2 separate regions of the Zea mays genome follow, and region 1 is linked to region 2. A link is a contact called in public Hi-C data. All regions are on one chromosome and are shown on one strand. Each heading gives the region's core, a stretch centred on a gene start, on an enhancer-like site or on the middle of the called end of the contact. The rest is flanking DNA. Distances are from core to core; before and after follow the strand shown. Region 1 holds the start of LOC103640766. Region 2 holds the start of LOC100274153.

Region 1 (4,503 bases), core at 71-2,570, 180 kb after region 2:
CTTCTTCACCTTCCCATGCATATCCTTCTTCACCTTCTTCACCTTCTTCCCATGAATATCCTTCATTGCGATTGATATTTTTCCTACCATCTGTCTTTGACATTCTAGGAGGTTTCAAAATGAACAATTTGCACACCTTTAGGCCCTCATGATCCTTCATCAGTTGTTGTACATGTTCTGCACTATCCATCAAAACAAGGCCTTTTGGTGCCGTATGACCAGGTTTCAAATAGTACAAGGTGGTATTTCCTTCGTAACCATGATACACAAGATTTTCCTGCATTACAAACCAATCAACCCCTTGTGGTTCCATAAATCTCATGTAACCAACCCTTCCACCAGAATAACCATCTATGCTACCATCAAATTTCACTCCAACATGCACTTGAAATTCCATACAAAGGATCTGCATAGTCAAAAAAATGCAGAAAACAATTGATACAACAAATAAAATCGCTTGCTGCAGTAAGCATACAAAGGAAATACCTGTGGTCTAGGAGAGGACAGATTGTCGTCGTCCTCAGAGCCAGCAGCAGCCATTGCGCACGGTGGTCGTCGTCGTCAAGGGTTTAGGGTTAGGGACAACGAGTTAAACAGCAAGGGAGAACAAAATGAATCGACAAGGGTAAAAGCGAGGAAAACGAACCTTCTGCCTGTTCGAGCCGATGGGCTGCGGCTCCATTACAGGACATCGGCGAGATCCCGGGGCCCGATCTGAGGACCGCTCGCGCCAGCGTCGGGGGCTCGCCTGTGCAACGGGATCCCAGGGCCCGATCCGATGTCGCCGCCGGGGAGCCAGCGCCGAGGACCGCTGGCGGTGCTGGGAGCCACTCATCGCTCGTGTGAGGTGCCCGAGAGGTGCTGGGAGCTGGTGAGCGGCTCGTGTGCTGGCGGTGCTGGGAGGAGCCGCTCATCGCTCGTGTGAGAGCCGCTAATCAGCCAAGCCCAAAGTCTGTGAATTGAGCCATTAATTACAGATTGAGGACCTCCCTAATTTGTAGGGGGGAGTTTGACAGAATAAAAGTTGTAAGTGGGTATTTGAAAACACCCCAAACTTGCAAGTGGGTTTTTGCAGTTTTCCCTAATTTAAATTGATGGAGGTGAAAAAAAAACATTGTCTGTGGCTGCTGCAGCAGGTTGCAGTGCACTGCTGTTGGCTTGGCTGCTGCAAGCCTGCAACCAGCTTGCTGAACACCCCGCAGTCTTGGACAGAGGGTACTCAAAGCCCCGACTGGCAATGGATCTTCTCTCTGCTGCGTACGGCGGTACCTCCGACGACGAGGATGCTGCTGACCCACCCTTCTCCACGTCGGTTGCCACTGGGTCCGCCTTCTTTGCTCCACCTCCCCTGAAGCGGCCATGGTGGGAATCTCACAGATACCTCCCTCCAACCCATTGCTTACCGCAACAGCCCCTGCTCAAGACAGCGGCACCGCTGGCATCTCCATCCAGCGGCAGGTACGTTTCCAAGAGGGAGCGTGCTCTCCTGCCTTCATCGCAGGCACATGTAGAATCCGGATCACCGCTGCCTCCGCTGACGGGAGTGGAGTTTGATTGCACAGGTGAGCTTTCTGGCCCCTCGTTGCAGCAGATTTAAAGATGCTGATTATCCTAGTATAAAATTCATCCTGGGTTGCTGATTAGCTGCTCTCATGGGAAGACACCAGCTTCACCAAACTGCTGGCTAGGTTCAGGATAGTTTTGTGTGATCGGTTCTGACATACATTGATTTTTCAATAGTATAGTGGATCCCAGGATGAATTTAATCGTCCATGATTAGATATCTGAAATGGTTTTAACTGTTTGAAGAACAACGTTCTGGGGCCTTGCATAAAGGCTGATAAGAAACTTGTTTCATATTTTTTGTATGAAGGCTGATAAGAAACTTGTTTCATATTTTTTGTATGTGAGAAAACCGAAATGCTTTGTTTCAAGAGTCCTGTTTTCTGTTATCATGATGATTTCACGAGGAACTAGGGATTGGCATATTTTTAGTTTTTTTATATGTTGCTCGAGCAAACCATTTTCTACCCTCTGTATTTTCTACCCAAATGTAGGAGCTGATATTTTGCATTCCTTGCGATGCCAACCGAAGCCTGAACGACCTCAGGCTCTAAACTACCGTGGAATTTGCTAACAATGTGCTCACTAGAGCAGAAAGCAGATTCTAAGGCGACAGTAGAGACTTCTTGTTGTTGTACGACATTTGAATGCAAGCCTGAACGACCTCAGGCTCTAAACTACTGCGGAATTTGCTAACAATGCGCCCACTAGAGCTGAAAGCAGATTCTGAGACGACAGTAGAGACTTCTTGTTGTTGTACGACATTTGAATGCAAAGTGTGGACACAACGACTCGATGAAATCAACAAAGAATTCATGTTCAACCATCTTAAAGGGGTAGTCATGCATAATGATGGCCTTATAGAATTTAGTTAGGCTTTCTTAAGGATCAAACTTGAAATTTTGAATAACTGTGCTATTACCTGCACCACTCTGAAGATGCAATTCTTGTTGCCCTCTAGTTAATTGGTGCTTTGCTTTCATATGATTTTAGAAGACAGTTGTGCCCTTTGAGAACTTACCACGAGTTTTGAATGAGCACTTCTTGCATTTTGCCCAAACTTCCTTCTAACGTTGCCATTATCTCCCTTTTTCCACTATGGACTTGGTGAAGTGCTCCCAAGCCTCCAATGTGTCCTTTTTCTCTCTCATTTTCTTTGCAGCAGGCTCTAATGGTTCCTCGACATTTTTATCAACATGAATAACAAGTGCTAAGCCTCCACCACCAACAACTGTTGTGGGATTTGTAGACGTTTCTTTCATCACAGTAGGTAGTGATGGCTTCGGTGCTGATTGACCAGTACCAACCGGTGTTCCATGAGAGGCAGGTGATGCGTCCGTGCTTGCACAAACACTACCACTTCCAGAAGCCATCCTATTCCAAACAACGAATGAAATGATCTGAGCAGAGAAAATAATCTGGAGATCAAATTCTTGGTTCACACGCAACTAATATACAAACCAACATAAGAAAGCATATTGTGTTAATTAAAATGGGGGAAATAAGGACTACACTTGCCAGGTGCTTGTGATGGTGGCGAACCGGCGATGTAGCGCAACGCCGACATGATGGCCTGATGGGTGACGAGGAAGGTTGCTGTGTTGGCGAAGCTCCTGCGGGGACACAACTTGACGTTGTAAGAGAAATTTGGAATCATGCCATTATGAAACTTGGGTTTCGCCCAAATGCCATTATGTACAAGGTCTTCGCTAGTTCACCATTCTCACGCGCTGTTTACAGACAAAATGCCATTGAAGAGCTATTTGATACATCAACAGAGAAAAGATCACCTGCTTGGACTTTTTTGCCCCTCTTCGAAATCAGAACGTGGCCAAACAGACGAGACAGCATTGCACTTGGCTGTTGCGCCCAGGATGCAAACTTCTGAAACGCCAGCCTTCTCACACGCCAACCTGCAAACTTCTCCTCTCCCAGGTTTGATATATTCTCTAGGCAACAACGTAACAGCAAGAAATAGGTGTTAAAAAAAGAACATGGTACCAGGTTTCCCCAACCGTGCCCAGGTTTCTCAAACCGATGACAGCAGAAAGCACAAGAAAAAGATCACTGCAACTTAACAAGGTTTTAGATAACAATAACATAACAAGTTTTAAGATAACATCACACGTCCAAATATAGTCTAACTTGGACAGCATAACAAGGTTTACATCCTCTTCAGCTTCCTTGGTGTGATCTTCTTCGATAGGATTTTCTTAGGAGTTGTAGACTTGGGAGGTGACTGAACTTGGACAGCAACTTCAAGATGGACAACACCTTCAACATGGGGAACAACAACTCCTACTTCATGGACAGCAGCTTCCACTTGGGGAAAAACAGTTTCTTCAACATGGACAGCAGCTTCAGCATCATTTTCTGATCTTTGTCGGCTTTTAGGAACTTTGGCATTCTCCCCATATTTTGTTGTATTCATGCGAGGCTTTCTCTTCCTACAAGTTGAACAAAACAGTGAGAAAAAAATTAAAGTGCAGCTTGTAGCTAGTTTGGAGCTTCATCACCCACCTTTTCTTTGTTCCGTTTAATGGGCACTTGTAGCTAGTTTCACCATGACCTAATTCTCCGCATCTTTTGCACTTTCTTTTGCCTCTTATCATTTTCTTTTTCCCCTTTTCAGACTGGCATGCAGCCTCCATGTCAGCCTCTACGACTGCTTCCTTGTCAGCTTCTTTGCCTTTTTCTGTAGCTAATTTTTTCCCCTTGCTGTTCCCACCTTCCAAACAACTCTTAATTCTCAGTTTTTTATACCTTCCTCTACCTCTCTTGTCAAGTGGTGCACCAACCACATAAGGCAGATCCACATGTGGCCATTGAGACCTATCTGGCAGTGGCTCAATTATTCTCTTATATGCATTTTTGAACCTCTGTACTGAGTAGTACTCATGCACAAAATCCTCCAATTCCACATCCACACTCTCTTGTGCT
Region 2 (4,793 bases), core at 1,033-3,532:
CTGTTGTATAGTTCTGCTGCACTTCTTGACACTTCTGTATTGTTTCTTATCTTTATATTCTTTCTGTATTTATATAATACCACAGTAGGGCATTCCCCTACTGCATGTCTCTCAAAACAGAATATCAACATCTCATTCAAAGTCAACATTTCAGACCATTTTTACCAACTTGATTCCTTACAAGAAAACAAATAGTGCAATTTAACCACATATGTAAAGTACAGCCTAAAATTTTCAAAGTTCAGTATGATTATGACCTGGATCCAAGATATTACATAGTTGCCCTTTATCACAAATGAAACAGATCAGTGGAACAAATATTGAAGCAACATGTGTATGACCTGCAGTCTTCCAGCCGTGTCCACTATAATTACATCAGCCTTATTGACTTTTGCCTCCTTCAAACCGTTTTTGGCTATTTGTGAAGGTTTTGCTTCAGTTCCTTCTGAGTAAACTGGTACACCAACCTATCAACATTCAAATGTTTTCTACTGAAGAATAAGTTATAGCAGAACATTCAAGCAAGTGTCTATTCTAAAAGAGGCAGAACATGCATCAATGGCAAGTTCTACAGTTTTTACCTTTTTACCCAGAATAGTGAGTTGATCAATAGCAGCAGGCCTGTAAACATCTGCAGCAACTAGCATACAGCTCTTGCCCTGTAATCTAAGACTGGCTATAAGTAACAAAAGACTATAGATGAATTATAAAATGTTTAAATAGTTAAAGTACAGGCTTAAGGAAAATACCAGTTTTTTGAGATAGAAGGCAAGCTTCGCACAAACAGTAGTTTTTCCAACACCTTGCAGACCTGCCAATAATATAATAGTTGGCCCAGATTTTGCAAACACCAAATCTGATACCTCCCCGCCCATCAGTTGTACCAGTTCATCACTCACAACCTGCATCATTGAGATAACTTACTCAGGCTTCTAAGCACATGAAATAGCTGATGAAGAACACATTAAATAAGTCGATGCTAAGCACCATTCTTTTTATAGGATTGCCTATGTGCACAATATATCATATCCATTAATTCATCAGCCTCTCGCAGAAAGGAAAATGAGAAAAAATTTGGTAACCATGCAATTAAAAGATGGCTAAGAAGCCAAAGTCAAACAAGTCTATTGCATGTACAATACTAGAATGGCATGTTTCTACGATATGGGTATACCTTCACCAACTGCTGGTCAGGTCGGACACCTCGGATCACATCGGTGCCTACAGCCTTTTCACTTACAGACTCAATAAATCTTCTTACTACTGGCAAACTTACCTGCAAAATAGGTTCCACATCAGATTATGAAGGGGAGAAGAAAGAATAAAAACAAAAATCATGCAGAAGTACAAATCAGACATACATCGGCCTCCAAAAGTGCTCTTCTGATATCCCGCATTGGTTCAGCTATGTTTTCCTTTGTCAATACATCTTGAACCACACAAAAAAAACATATTGCTTAATGAAAAATTGAGCCGAGTTATAGAGGATGCAGACATAAATAAAGAATGCAATGTAAGAGCATATCAGCTGGTAACCTCTAGTAGAATGAAACACAAGTTATCCATGGATAATTTTGGTATAATAAAAATGGGTTTTTCTTTTGTTGCAAAAAAGACAGTTTTGATATCTGCCCAAATTAATAAGACTAGATAGGCCATATATCTTGAATCACTGACCTAAATGGAACTGCAGGCGCATCTATGGATCGAACAAGCATTTGAAAAAAATAGCCAATAGATAATATCACAATTCCCACAGTTATTGCATTATATTGTATACCTGTTATGGTAATATCACAAATAGAGAGAGATTTGGAAATAAAATTCATATTCGTGGAAGCAACAAAAAATGCTCACCGACTCCCCTCAGCTTGTTCCAGGCGGACTCGAGGCCGGTGGTGAGCTGGCCAAACATCTCCGCCCGAACCACCAGCCCGCCCGCCCTCCCCCGCCGCCTCCATCCCTGACCTCACACAGAGCAAACAGGTAAAAATCGATTCCATCCCAGAATACGAAATTCTCGCCGAGGGAACGGAAGAAACGAAAGGCGGAGCAGTGGAGAGTGCTGAAGCGGACCTGGAAGGGTGACTGGTGCGAGCGAAGCGCTGGGCTCCGGGCAGCGCGGAGGTGGAGCGAGGTGGTAGCTGAGAAACGGCGGAGGCTGAGGGACGCAGCGGTCGCCTTCTCCGGCGAGCGACGTGCGGTGGCAAGGGACGAGGAGGAGAGCGCGAGCGCTGTCGTGGCCTCCATTGGGTTTGGGCAGGAGACGAGGTACGGGAGCAGTGTGTTCTGCGGAGGAGAGGGAAGCGACGAGGCGGATAAGAGCGGTTGGAAACTGATTGCCCTTCAGTTGGGCCTATCGGGCTTTTATGGGCTCGTAATAATCCTTTCTCTCGTATATTTGAGACAGCTCCACTGCGTATAGTTTCTATAAAATGATTGCCCAACTCCAATCACATATCTTCTCTTTCACATATCTACCTATCATATTTCTTCTTTACTTTTTTTTAATAATAGAAATATCATCCGACCTTGACCTCAAATGAGATTACGACCAATTATTACATTTAGCAGCAACATAGTCTAAGACTCCTCCTATAACCACACCAAAGAACACCAACTACCGAACTAAAACTACTACAAAGTTAAACGCCACGAAGACCCCAATACAAAGTTGCTGAAGAACTGTAGTAGCACCCTCTCCACGTTACAACATGAAGACTTAATTAACTCTTGGCCATCCCTTCTAGGCTGAAGGTGTGACCAGAAGCGGTATCAATATGTTGCCCTAAAGGTTACATACACATGATTTAGGAGATGATTTATTGAAAACCACATCATTCCTACTTAACCAAATAGCCCAACAAATTGCCGATGCAACGGTTATAGTAAGTTGTGTGATCTGGGCAGCAACTCACTCACCCAAACCCCAAACAAATCATTAGCATCCCGAGGAGGTCTCAACCCTGTACTTATTTGTAACAACTGAAAAACAGGTGTTTTATTGTCTCCGGTCTGCTACAAAAGCAACATATCTTATTACCATTCCAATGACTCTTAGCCAAGTTATCCTTTGTTAAAGTTACACCTCTTTTGAGGTGCCACATAAAAATTTTAATTTTCAAAGGAAGATTAAGTTTCCAAAGGTCCTTATTATACACCTCCACCCCATTGTTGAGAGATGCCCGATACAAGGACTGAACAATAAACATTCCATTGGAGGTCAAGTTCCATCTGAACGAATCCCTATTTGAATTCAAATTAGTATGCGATACCAATGATACCAGATGAAACCATTGGACGTAGACATGATCTTTTAATTAGAAATCACTTCTTCGTCTATCTTTAAATATAGTGCCACATCATTTATTTCTGATTAGTTGAATCCTAACTAATAAACATACTATGTGGTTTATGGGTTGGGAGTACCCTAACTGTAATTGTTCATAAGACAAAAAATGTGATGGGTAGCAACCTAATCATCTATCATTGCATATATAGGCACTTCAAATGACATACTAAGATGGTAAGACAAATGCTACGCCAAATATCTAGTATTAGAGATACAATCATATAGGCAACGGCTATAAACAATCCTCTTTTATAACTTTAAGTCTCGTTTGGATGTACATGTATCCAACTTAATCCATATAGTTTGCATTCTAATATGTGTGGTCTAAGATAAATACATGAACACCCAAACAAACTCGTACATGTTATGTTAGTACATCCTAAATTATCCGCTGCAAACGAACTCCAATCCCTCAACGACACCTACATGTGTTGTGACCCCCCCCCCAAGGTGGCTCATATAGGCAATGGCTATAAACAATCCTCTTTTGAACGTTAAGTATTGTTTGGATGTACATGTATCCACTTATTCTATATATATTGGAATAATTTTTACTCTAATTCACTCTAATACGTGTGGTCTAAGATAAATACATGAACATCCAAACAAACTTGTATATATTACTACCTCCCAAATTATCCGCTGCAAACGGACACCTACACGTACGGTGACGGTGAGGCATGACCAGAGTAGAGATGGCAATGGGTAAATACCCACCGGGTATTATTACCCCATACCCATACCCACGACAAAAAAATAACCCCATCGGGTCACCCATATACACTGGTGGGTATGGATTTACCCCCATACCCATACCCGCGTGGGTATGGGTCACCCATCGGGTCACCCGTACCCACAAAAATTAAACATCTATCAAAATATTATATTATACAAATGTCAAGTATATCCATCTAAATACCATTGTAAAAATTAACCATTCATTCAACACACCAAAGATAATTGGATAAAATAGTAACAATAGGACAGTACTACATAGCACATTAATGTTCCATTACATGGTCATTATATTGTCGTTAAACCTTATATGACATTATGGTCTAAAAGGTTGTTAAATAGTAAAAAAGATGGATGACTAAAGTCCAAGATCATGCTTGGACTAAGTTTATATTGGGTATTTTATACCCGTTGGTTAACGGGTATGGGTGAAGGTGTAACGTTCTAATACCCGTTTACCCATTGGGTGAAGATTTTTGCCCTATAACAGACCCACGGGTAGAATATTTAGCTCATATATATACCCTAATAGAGTAAATACCCATCGGGTATCGGGTCACGGGTACCCATTGCCATCTCTAGACCAGAGGGAGCAACAAATGAAATGCATTCCTCGCCGACCCTAAACCACATCTCCCCTTCTCTTGATTAGATGGAGCTCCGCCACTAAAACCCTTCTAGATGAGCAGGAGGCGAGATATGCTGG

The links. Hi-C and Micro-C count contacts between places; a contact is called where the count stands out from the background.
Region 1: a contact with region 2 is called in a Hi-C map of ear, with 3 times the contacts expected there. The contact joins the promoter of LOC103640766 here to the promoter of LOC100274153 in region 2. A contact is called at or near these places in 8 of 25 Hi-C or Micro-C datasets (ear, leaf, root tip and 1 more).

Annotation. Positions count from the first base shown.
Region 1 is chr10:5,531,326-5,535,828 of Zm-B73-REFERENCE-NAM-5.0, forward strand. LOC103640766 reads right to left here and starts at 1,321. Exons shown (of 4, transcript XM_020545559.2): 1 at 487-1,321; 2 at 1-406. The coding sequence starts at 540.
Region 2 is chr10:5,345,436-5,350,228 of Zm-B73-REFERENCE-NAM-5.0, forward strand. It overlaps LOC100274153, which reads right to left and starts at 2,283. Exons shown (of 15, transcript NM_001148531.1): 1 at 2,077-2,283; 2 at 1,858-1,963; 3 at 1,362-1,429; 4 at 1,175-1,276; 5 at 750-902; 6 at 582-659; 7 at 342-467. The coding sequence starts at 2,250.